Linked DNA regions of Lactuca sativa: region 1 is linked to region 2. Evidence: chromatin contacts called from public Hi-C data. All regions are on one chromosome and are shown on one strand. The core of a region is the stretch at or near the end of the contact, and the rest is flanking DNA. Distances in the headings are between cores, read along the strand shown.

Region 1 (6,121 bases), core at 1,141-3,640, 340 kb before region 2:
AACGTGGGAATCGTAGGACTGCATTAATAAGTTTAAAACTTAATAAAATACTTTGAATTTTGTTTGTATTCCCCCCCTGAAAACATTAAAAACACGGAAAATGTAGGGGGTATGAACTCACCGTTTGACGGATGATTCGAGCGGATGATCGGTTACAAGTGTTGAGTATCAATTGAGGTATCGCACTCAAGTGGATCCTAGTAACATATAATAGCACATATATGTATTAGATTTAGGTATTCCATGACAAAACATGACGGGAAACCACCCTAAAGATTTGGAAATGCTTGTCGGGACCTTATGTGATCAAACAAAGGAGGTGTATGGTCATTAGGGTGTGTGTACGGCCAAGGTGTGCGACCAGGCTATGTGTGCGGTTGCACACAGGAGTGTGCGGCCAGACTGTGTATACGGTTGCACACAGGAGTGTGCGGCCGTACATTCTTCGTTTATGCTCCAATCGTCGATTTTCAAGTGTTTCAAGGATCAAACCAAGTCCAACTAAGAGATAGAGAGCCAAAACTCTCACTTTGGAGGGTTTTTGAGGTGTGTACGGCCACCTTATGAAGGTGTGCGGCCGTACACCTTCAAGTGATGAAGAACACAAAGAACATGAAGAGTTTCAGGCTTAGATTTAGGTATTTTACTTGTATAACAAGCTAAATGATGTAATTCTTCACGTTTTTTAGGCCCTTAGAGTGTTCTTGGATGAAGTTCTTAGAGGGAGAAAATAGAGAGAGAAAGTAGAGTGCAGCCAAATGAAAGGAATGAGTGAAGGAGTCACCCTATATAAATAAGGATGAGTGTGTGGCTGGAGGATGGGTGTGCAACCACACACTCATGTGTGCGGCCATACACTCGGGTGTGCGGTCACAATAGCCTTAGAGCATTTCAATGGATACTTATTTTATAACCTTTTACTATATGATTGGTTACTTATTATCACTTAATGTCATTTGGGTGTATATATCTTTTTGTATATTTTGATTAACCACTCAAATATATATATATATATATATATATATATATATATATATATATATATATATATATATATATATATATATATATATGAAGGGATCGATATATTATAATATTATATATTATGAATCATAATAAAATTTAATACAAACTAGTTACATGTCTAGTGTTACTATTTATTAAAGTATTGTATTGTATTATATTTAATTATTTAAATAGTAATGTTTAGTGATAGTATTTATTAAAATAATAAGTATATATCGACGATATTTATTAAAATATTTTGTATTAAAATATTACTTGTTTAAAAAATGTTTAGTTAAACAAGAGAATTTATAAAATATTCCAGATTGATGAGAATAGATTAGTTAAATTAATAATTTTTTTTTTTTATAAAAAGAGGATAACCATTAGTTAAATTATTTAATTTAAGGTCGATATTAATAAAATGAAAATGTGATAATATTTTTGGATTATATTATAGGTTTACCGTTACAAAATTTCTTATAAAATATTTATCGTAATAAGCTTAAAAATTGATCTATTGTTAAATATAATATTTAAATTTCTAATATACATTTGAAATATGTTAATGTGAGTTTGTATACCATAACAAATTAATATAAGTTAATGAACAGTTACATTTTATAATTGTTGAATATTAATAAGAAAAATACAAAACAAAAATATATTCTATTTTAGTATAATATTAAATACTATATATTTGTTTGAATTTGATATAAGGTAATTAATTTGCACTTCCTCCAAGACTATGTCGAACCAGCATCATGGATAATCAAGTAATTCAAAAACGTGAAACACTAACTATATTTATTTTTAAAATATTTGAAATTTAAAGCTTAATCATGGATTATTAAACTTTCAATAAAAAAAAGTCTATTCTTTTAATTTGTGGTTGTAATAATTTTTTTTTAACTCTACACAATCATTTTTTTTATTTTTAAAAGTTTTAATATTAAGGTTGTATATATCATCATAAATATTATTTTATTACTTCCACAATTTCTTTTAGATTCGTACTTAACAAAATACTATTGTCACTTAACATCATCATAACTAAATCAATATCATCATTCAAATTGATACCATACATAATTCGATTAATCTTTCAAGTGCCATCAATGATTGATATGTTAATTGTTATCATTCCAAGAATCACAAAATCCATAACAATGGCATAAACTATGCTTATGCGAATATAAACATCCAACTCCTTCATACTTTTAGACATAAGATTCATCATGCACAAAAGAAAGAAACATAACTTGTGGAAAGAAACTAACATCCACTCTAACTTTAGGGGCCATAAGTAAACAACTTTCTTTCTCTTATATCATCAATCTACAATAGGAGAGAGAAGTAGGAGAGGTTAAAATCTCTCTCTCTCTCTCTCTCTCTCTCTCTCTCTCTCTCTCTCTTACACTTACCCACTGAAACCAACATAACAAAGGTACTCTTTAGGTGCTTTATAATTATTACTCTTGTAATCAAGCTCCTTGATAGAAGCAGAAGCAGCAGCAACTACAAAGCAAATTGATTATTCTGCTTCTTGATGCAAACCCTTCATCACTTTATATAGCAAATAATCAGGAGAAAGAGAGTCGTTTTTTTCTTTAACTTTGCTTCCTTTCAAGTTTCATGATCAGTTTCATTAACCTCTTCACCTTTATCACTCATCATCGATATCGTCATCTCTAACAGAAGAAGAAAAGAGTATACCTTTTTTTTTTTGATATGGGGTAAGATTAACTAACGCCTGCTTTTTTCTACTTCGAACAAGCGTTTTCTTTTCATTTCAGGGAATAAAAAGGTTCTAGAGAGAGAAAGTGATGATAGAGAGAGAGAGAAAGTGAGGGGGGAAAAAACTAAAAAGCTTTGCAATGGTTTCTTAGCTTTTTTGTTGATCGACTTTTTTTTTTTTTCTATTTTTCTAGTGTTGTTTTACATGTTTCTTTTTGCTGAATTTTACTAATTACTTTGAACAAATGGAAAAGAAACCTACTTTCACGGGTGTTTATTTATTTATTTATTTATTGTTTTAAAAAATTTACCATTTTTTTTTGTGGGTTTCTTGAGTTGAAAGAGAAAATGCAAGCTTTCGTTGATGGGGTTTGCTAAATTGAAGTTGCTTTATTGTTGGGTTTTTCAAATTAAGAGAAAAAATGGAAGCTTTCTCTAATGGGGTTTTCTAAATTTAGGTTTCTTTTTTTGTTTTCAAGTGGAAGGTAGAATGCAAGCATCCATGGAGTTTGTTCAGATTTTAACTTTGTTCTTGGATTTTTCTTTGTTTCCTCTTCAGGAGCACATCAAGAAGAAGCAATTAATTGAGCTCTAGCTACTTTTTTAGCTATGTTGTCTTGATCTAACACTCAAAAATCTTTGTAAGATTTGTGGGTTGTTGCAGAAACACAAGAAATCAGTTCGAGTGAAAATCAAGAAATGGATTCATATGAAGCAACAAGAGTTGTGTTCACGAGGATCCAAAATTTGGATCCTGAATACGCTTCAAAAATCATGGGTCTTCTCCTAATTCAAGATCATGGCGAAAAAGAGATGATTCGGTTAGCTTTTGGGCCTGAATCGTTAGTTCACTCTGTGATTATGAAAGCTCGTAAAGAACTTGGCATTCCGTCGAGCAACGCGCCGTCGACACCTTCTTCTCCGGCGTCGCCGTCGCCGTTCAGTTCTTCCCACAGTCTCTCCCGGCAAAACTCGGGGAATTCTTCGACTGCTTCAAGGCTTGTTAATGGCGGAGTTACTAATCTCCCGTCGCCTCTCAGTATCCCGAGCTTGTCATCTTCGTGGACGAATTCTAATTTCTCTGATTTTCAACCCAGTGAAGACCACCATCTGAATTCCTCAGCTCCGCCGTTCTACGGCGGAAGTAGCGAGCCTGATCTGATAGATGAATTACAAATACAAGACCAGCTTTCTTTTCTCAACGATGGTTCTCCCACTCTCGGCCCTAAACCCACCGATTTTTTCTACCCGGATTTGATGTCCCCTAACGGCAGCGGTGACATGTACTCACCATGGAGCGGCGGCGGCGGAGGCGGTGGCGGTGGTGGTGGTCCACACCGCCGGAGCTCATCTGCTAACGATATTTTATTCGGTGGAGGTGGTGAAGACCCTAACGGATGGAAACCTTGTCTTTACTTCGCTAGAGGCTACTGTAAAAACGGAGCTAGTTGCAGGTTCACTCACACCGCCGGCGGCGAAGCTGATATCGCTGCCATGACAGTTGGTTCCTTGAGCAAACTCGATGTCATGGAACAGTGCCAAGAGCTTCTCCGATCTAAATCCACCCACCAACAACGGTTGCTCATGGCGGCCGCCGGTTCTTCTCCGAACTTCCCCTTCCCAAACAGCCCGAAATCCATGAACTTTCTCCTCCAGCAGCAACCTCTCCAATCAGATAGCCCCAGGTAAAAAAAACAAAAAAACCCATTAAATCACAAACTTCAGAATCTCAATTACTACTAAAGTTCATTACTTTCTGTTTCTAGGATGGCCGCCGCCGCCGCCGCCGCCGCGGCATTAATGATGGGGGAGGAGATGAACAAATTCGGCCGGTCAAGGCTCGACCGGAGCGATTTCTCCATGGGTATGCTGAATCCCGGTTCACGGCAAATCTACTTAACTTTTCCGGCGGATAGTACTTTCCGGGAAGAAGACGTTTCCAATTACTTCAGGTTCGATTTCAATCATTTCCATCGTTAAATCACATTAAAAAAATCTTTCTTTAATCTTGTTTCTTCTCTTTCGTAGCATGTATGGACCAGTTCAAGATGTTCGGATCCCATATCAGCAAAAACGAATGTTCGGATTCGTCACATTTGTTTACGCAGAAACTGTGAAACTCATACTCGCGAAAGGAAACCCACATTTCGTATGCGACGCTAGGGTTCTTGTAAAACCCTACAAAGAAAAGGGTAAAGTTCCCGATAAGTTCAGAAAGCAACAGCAACAACAAATCGATCGAAGCGAGTTTTCCCCAACTGGGTTTGATTCACGCGACCCTTTCGATCTTCAGATAGGTAAACGCTCGTTCAACAATCTGAATCTTCGTCTTCAATTACGTTAAATCCGTTCCTCAATTTTGAATTTTTGTTTGAATCAGGAGCGAGAATGCTGTACAACAGTCAAGATCTGCTATGGCGGAAAAAGCTTGAAGAACAGGCGGATCTGCAACATGCAATCGAGCTTCAAAACAGGAGAATCATGGATCTGCAACTTCTTGATGTTAAACGGAACCACCACCATCACCACCGTGCACTGTCCACCGGCGCCGCCATTCCTTCACCCACCTGTTACTCTCCAAGCTACCTGAATCACTCGTCGGTTTTTGCTTCTGATACCCGCAGCAGTTCCAGTCCAGATTCCGGTAAACATAAATTTAAAAAAAAAAAAAAATCGGATTTGATGCTTTTTGAAAATAGAAATAATTTGTTGCTAATTTTATCGATTTGTGTTTGTTTTGATTCAGAGGATGGTTTGATGTCTAAAATGGTTACACCTGTAACTATCAATGTCGATGAGACATTAGAGGTAAATTTAAACCTGGAGAAAGAGAAGGAATCTTTGGAGATTAATAAAAAAGATGAAAATAGTAATGGAAAATCAAGCCCTCATCATGAAGAAGATATTGATTTGCCTGAAAGGTATAAATAGTTGTAATAATACCATTTTGAGAAACACAATGATTTTTACTTGAATTAGAATTGTTTCTAAATCTTGAAATTTTGCAGTTTGGAGCATAATCTCCCAGATAACCTTTTTGCATCACCCAAAGCATCCGGAGATTACCGAACTGTCTTCTCGAATGATGACGAGATCTCCGGCAAGAATATTCCGGCGGTTTCTTCCACGCCGGAAAAGTTTTCCGGCAACAACTTGATCACCTCACCATTGCTTCCGGCGACTTCAACTTTGGACTTGGCTTCTTTGAAATCATGTTACTTTCAGTTTCCGAGGTACTTGTTTCGTTTCAATTTGTTTTTCTACTAAATTAAGTGCAACTTTAGTCCGGGAGTTTTAATTCCAATATTCAATATTGGAATTAAAACTCCCCGACAACATTACCATCACCGAGTTTCAATTCCAATGTGAATTAAGACTC
Region 2 (6,151 bases), core at 1,688-4,187:
TACTATGTTGTGGCATTTCATTTCAAGATGAAATGTTTCCCACTCTTTGACAAGCATCACACTCTTTGACAAATTGGGCTGCATCTTTAAAAATTGTAGGCCAATAGAACCCAATGTCAAATATCTTTTTTGCAGTGTAATGTGCTCCATGATGTCCACCCGTAGGCCCGCTATGACAATGCTCTAATATTTTCCGGCTTTCATTCCCGAACACGCATCTTCGTATAATCCCATCCGCACAGCTTCGGAAAAGATATGCTTCATCCCAAAAGTAATATTTTATCTCGGAAAAGAATTTCTTCTTTTGTTGACTTGTGAGATCTTTTGGGATGTAATTGCTAGCTAAGTAGTTAGCTATATTTGCAAACCATGGTTCTTCTCCCATGGTCACCATAATATACTCGTCCGGAAAATCATCGTCAACTCTATCTTCATGCAATTGCGGGTTTTCAAGCCTTGACAAGTGGTCAGCCGCTACATTCTCCATTCCCTTTTTGTCTCGTATTTCTATGTCAAACTCTTGAAGAAGTAGCACCCATCGTATCGGTCTTGGCTTGGCATCCTGTTTGGCAAATAAATACTTGATGGCAGAGTGGTCAGTAAAAATGATTGTTTTAGATAAAACTAAATAAGGACAGAACTTGTCAAAAGTATACACCACAGCTAATAATTCTTTTTCTGTGGTGGTGTAATTTTCTTGGGCTGGATTTAGAGTCTTGCTAGCATAATATATGGGTCGAAAGTGCTTATCGACCCTTTGACCAAGGACATCTCCTAATGCAAAGTCACTAGCATCACACATAATCTCAAAGGGTAGACTCCAATTTGGTGCAACAATGATCGGGGCATTAGTTAATTTTTCCTTTAAAAATTCAAATGCCTCTAAACACTATTTAGTAAAATTAAATGGTGCATCTTTTAACAGTAATTGTGTTATAGGTCTAGTTATTTTGGAAAAATCTTTTATGAAACGCCGGTAAAAATCCGCGTGTCCTAGAAAACTTCTAATGCCCTTCACATTAGCTGGTGGGGGTAGTTTGGCAATGGTGTCAATCTTTGCCCGATCCACTTCAATTCCCATTTTGGAAACCTTGTGGCCTAACACTATACCCTCCTTAACCATAAAGTGACATTTCTCCCAATTGAGGACCAAATCGGTTTTTTCACATCTAGCAAGCATTAAGTCAAGATTTGTGAGACAATCATGGAAAGAAGATCCAAAGACAGAAAAGTCGTCCATAAAAACTTCCATGAATTTTTCCACCATATCGTGGAATATGGTTGTCATACACCTTTGAAAAGTCGCAGGTGCATTGCATAGCTCAAAGGGCATGCGCCTATAAGCAAAAGTCCCACTCGGGCAAGTAAATGTGGTCTTTTCTTGGTCCATTGGGTTTATGGGTATTTGGAAATAACCCGAGAATCCGTCTAGAAAGCAATAGTAACTATGGCCCGATAGTCTTTCTAACATTTGATCAATAAAAAGTAAGGGAAAATGGTCTTTACGAGTGGCATCGTTTAGCTTTCGATAATCGATGCACACTCTCCAACCGGTTACCATTCGTGTCGGAATTAGCTCGTTCTTTTCGTTGGTTATGACCGTCATCCTTCCTTTCTTGGGCACCACTTGGACCGGACTCACCCACAAACTGTCGGAAATGGAATAGATAATTCCCGCATCTAGGAGTTTAACCACTTCCTTCTTGACTACTTCTTGCATATTCGGGTTTAACCTTCTTTGGTGCTGTACAACCGGCTTTGCTCCTTCTTCCAGATTGATCTTGTGGGAGCAATAAGATGGGCTTATTCCCTTGATGTCGGTGATGCTCCATGCTATGGCCCGCTTCCGCTTCTTCAACACTTGCACTAGCTCTTCCTTTTCAGATTTGGATAAGTCAGAGGCTATGATTACTGGCTTTTGATTGCCCTCTTCAAGTAAAGCATACTCCAAATGTTCTGGTAAAGTTTTGAGCTGAGATTTTTGGTTCTGACTGTTGGACTCGCCAAGTGCAGGTAGGGTACTCGGCGAGTTTGTGGCTGCATTCACGAATTCTGCCTTTTCTAAGGAGGAACTCGGCGAGTATATCGGCCCTACTCGGTGAGTAGAGCTGTCAGCTTGCTTCACCAATTCTTCAAACTCAGCTTCTTCCAGCAGCCTTTCAATCTCCATTAAGTCTTTTTCTGGATCAAATTCTTCATCATAAGCTGTGAACTTACTGGAATCTTCGCTTATGCATTCCTCCAATAATTCATTAAGCATATCAATTGATAATGTCGTTTCGTCACTGTTCCTTACATACTTCATAGCTTGATCTACCCCAAACATGACTGAATCTTCTCCTACCCGCAAGGTGAGCTTCGAGTCCCTCATATCTACTATAGCACTTTCCGTGTTGAGAAAGGGTCTTCCAAGGATGATTGGAACTTGTGGATCCGCCTTAATGTCTAGAATGATGAAATCAGCGGGAAGACGAATTTGTCCACCTTGACTAGTAAGTCTTCGCATATGCCTCTTGGGAAAGTGACCGTCTTGTTTGCCAAGTGAATTGCCATGCGAATTGGCCTTGGTTCCGGGAGATCCAGCTTCTTGAAGAATGAATATGGCATTAGGTTCACACTTGCTCCCGAATCGGCTAAGGCATGAATGGTAGCCAAGTTGCCAAATTGGCAAGGTAAAATCAAACTCCCCGGGTCACCCTTCTTCTTTGGTAGCTTATTCAGTATAGCAGCTGAGTAGTTTTCATTAAGGACTACCTTCTTTACTTCTTCCATCTTCTTTCTATTAGTGAGGAGTTCCTTAAGGAAATTTTCATATTTGGGCATTTGCATGACGGCTTCAATGAAGGGTATGTTGATTTGAAGAGCCTTGATATGATCTAGAAACTTCTGATACTCCTCTTCCTGCTTCTCCTTCTTAGCTCGGGCTGGGTATGGCATTGGAGGCTGGTACAACTTTTTAGGGATCTGATCTTTCGGATTTGGTGGTGTACTCGCCGAGTCCATAAGTGGTACTCGGTGAGTAGAGCTGTCAGATTGAAGATTTTGCTTTACTGCTTGATTTTCTGCCTCCTCCTTCTATGATTCCTTGGATGCTTCAATCTGAATAGGTGCCAGGGGAGTGATTATTTTCCCACTTCTTGTTGTGACTATGTTTATGTGCGCGCCTCGTGGGTTATTTTCAGTTTTTCTAGGAAGTTCGCCCGGTGACCTTTGGTTGATTTTTTGAGCAAGTTGCCCAAGCTGCGTTTCTATATTGTGGATAGATGCTTGCTGGTTCCTTAGCATGGTCCTTGTTTCTTGAATGGCAGCATCATGATCACTATGTCTTTTTTCTGAAGCAGCTACAAATTTGGTGAGCATTTCTTCCAAGCTTGGCTTTCTTTCTTGTACCGGCTCCTCCTTTTGGTAGAAACCTCTCCCTTTTTGCCTAAACTTTTCCTCCTTGGACTTCTTGTACTCTTCATAAGGGAGCCACTCTTTCTTTTGTTTGTGCCAGTCTTCATCATATCGGTCTCCACTTGAGTAACAAACTTGCACCTTCTTATTGCCGTTTTCATCCAAGTCATAGTCTCTAGTAAGGTGAGGCCCATTGCAGTTTTCACAACCCACCCGAATAGCATGGATCGTTTGGTCCATTTTTTCCATCCTCCTATCCATGGTTTTTAGCATAGCCATGACCGCAGATAAGTCTTTAGTAGCTGCATATGTGGCTCCCCTAGTAACATCATGTCTAGGGTTGTGGTATTCTCTAGAGTGTTTAGAGAATTCATCAATCAATTCCTTGATCACCGGGGGCGGCTTCTTTGTAAGCGGGCCTTGCGAGTCTAGTAACTGCCTGGTTGTGACATTGACTCCATCATAGAAGATGGAGACTTCTTGCTGGCTATTGAGGTCATGGTGTAGGCAATTTCTTAGCAAACTTTTATACCTCTCCCAAGCTTCATATAGCGACTCTCCAGCTTGTTGTTCAAAGTTAGCAATGGCCTTCTTCAACTTGGCTATCTTGGGAGGTGGGCAAAAGTGATCAATGAATTCTTCCTTCATCTTGGCCCATGTGGTGACTTATCTGGGGGGAGTGCTTTGAGCCAGTCTTTTGCAGCACCTTTGAATGTCACTGGAAGCATGCGAAGTAGCTGAGTCTCACGAGGCACATTTGGAACATTGAAGTAATCAGCCACATCTTTGACTTCATCCAAATGCTTGTAGGCATCTTCGTGGTCTTTTCCATAGAAAGGTATTTCTTTAAGTAAAGCTAGGATATGACCCTTGAGCTCGAAAGTAGCAGTCGCGGGAATTGCGGGTTGCACAAGTCCCGGGCCAGTGTCGTCGCGCATCCTCTTCTTCCATTCCCCCATGGGGATTTCATTAATGTTAGCCATAGTGATAGCTAATTCTTCCTCGAAATCGGATTCGTGCTTGTATGTAGGCTCCTCTTCTTCCTCGGTCTCGTACTCGATATCTTCCTTAACTGGTTTGTCGATTACTAAAGAGGCGCTGGATGCTCCTGATTTGCTACTCTTTTTCTTCCCAAAAACAGTCTTCAAGTTAGACAAAGGTGACTTCTTAGGTGTACTCGAGCTCTCCACGTCCTTTCCTTTGTTCCTTTTCAATGCGGATTCGGGATCTTCAAACGGGGGTACCAGCGGGGTGTTTGATCCTCTGGTCATGAAAGTCCTGAAATAAACAAGATAAAAAAGTAAAAAGAACAAAAAAAATGCAACAAAAAAAACAAAAATTAAATGTAAAATTCACTTGTACTCGCCGAGTAGGTGCGACTGCACTCGGCGAGTATCAGTGTAATTTTGAGGAAATTCTAAACTGAATATTAAAACTAAAACAGATGCTAAAACCTAATTACTAACTACTAAATTGCAATAAATTAACTTTGTGCCAGTAAACTCACACAAAGGATCGAAAAAATTAGGGATTAGATTAAATATTTAGAACCGTTCCCTGGCAACGGCGCCAAAAACTTGATGTGTGTTGAATGCATTTGTTTTATTCCTACTTTTTATTAATAAATTTAGCACACAAAGGCAGTGAACCAGTCTTTTAGTGGTATAGTTGGATAAGTAGGGTGTCGAACTTAGGGAACGGAAAATTAAACTAATGACTAATTTTAACTAAACAAATAATAAAAGTAAAAGGTTTTTTCTCTAGTTTTGCAAGACTAGAAACTTAAACACACCACAAAAACACATAATTAACTAAGTAACTAAAGAAAACAACTAATTCACTAAATTTGATAAAGATGTTTCCGTTTTAGGTTCAACCAATTCACTCCTATAGTTATTTTGAATTTATGATAGATTAATTGCTATTGGCTACCAACTATAGTGGTTAGGTTCATGTTAATTACTCCTAACCCTTAGACAATTAATTAATTCAAGTGGTGATCAAGTGTTTAAACTAATTAATACCCTAGATTAATGATTTGGATGAAATAAGATTTGTAGTGGTTAATCAAATTGGTGGTTCACTTAACCTCTTGTTTGTTGGTTTCTCAAACAAGCTCACACATTAATCTACCCATTATCTTGTTAATCTTAGTTTCATATTCATTATTCCTAAGCATATGATTAAGTGTTCACATAGACATATGAGGTTAACAATTAAGAGATGTTCATGCAGCTTAATTATCTTCCAATTAACAGAAAATAGTTGTGATTAATGCATAAGGTTCTTTAACAAACTTAATTTAATAAATCACCAATAAACAATCAATCAAAAACTAAGAATTAAACCATAGGAGTTACTTGGTATTCCCAAACCAAAAACAAAAACCTATTTAGTTCATAGTTGCAGTAAAAACAAACACCAAAACAGATTTAACTAAGCTAAACATACTTAAATCCTAAAGCTAAGTGGAATGATTAACCTAGTAGCTTTGATTCTTTAAGGGATTGAAGATTAGGGTTCCTCAGCTCCTCCAAGGGTTCTTCAATCGCATATGAATCTCCAAAAACGCCAGAAAAGTATTCCGATCGGATAAAGGCTCGGTTTTTATAATTATCACAAAACAGGGCATACTCGGCGAGTAGCAGACCCAACTCGCCGAGTAGATCGTAGTTATCCGTCTCGTACTAGAAGTCTTGACTTATCTTCTGGAATATTCTAATGTACTCGCCGAGTAGGTTCGTGTACTCGCCGA

The links. A called contact is a pair of places that touch in the nucleus more often than the background predicts.
Region 1: a contact with region 2 is called in a Hi-C map of seed, with 6 times the contacts expected there. The contact joins the promoter of LOC111911968 here to the promoter of LOC111910011 in region 2. A contact is called at or near these places in 2 of 4 Hi-C or Micro-C datasets (leaf and seed).

What each region holds. Positions count from the first base shown.
Region 1 is chr1:145,017,770-145,023,890 of Lsat_Salinas_v11, reverse strand. LOC111911968 (zinc finger CCCH domain-containing protein 53) reads left to right here and starts at 2,390. Exons shown (of 9, transcript XM_023907735.3): 1 at 2,390-2,741; 2 at 3,302-4,427; 3 at 4,509-4,694; 4 at 4,771-5,039; 5 at 5,123-5,386; 6 at 5,489-5,663; 7 at 5,751-5,975. The coding sequence starts at 3,442.
Region 2 is chr1:144,678,105-144,684,255 of Lsat_Salinas_v11, reverse strand. It overlaps LOC111910011, which reads right to left and starts at 2,937. Exons shown (of 1, transcript XM_023905809.1): 1 at 2,446-2,937. The coding sequence starts at 2,937. The coding sequence ends at 2,446. It overlaps LOC111910019 (small nucleolar RNA R71), which reads left to right and starts at 3,890; the gene lies at 3,890-3,996.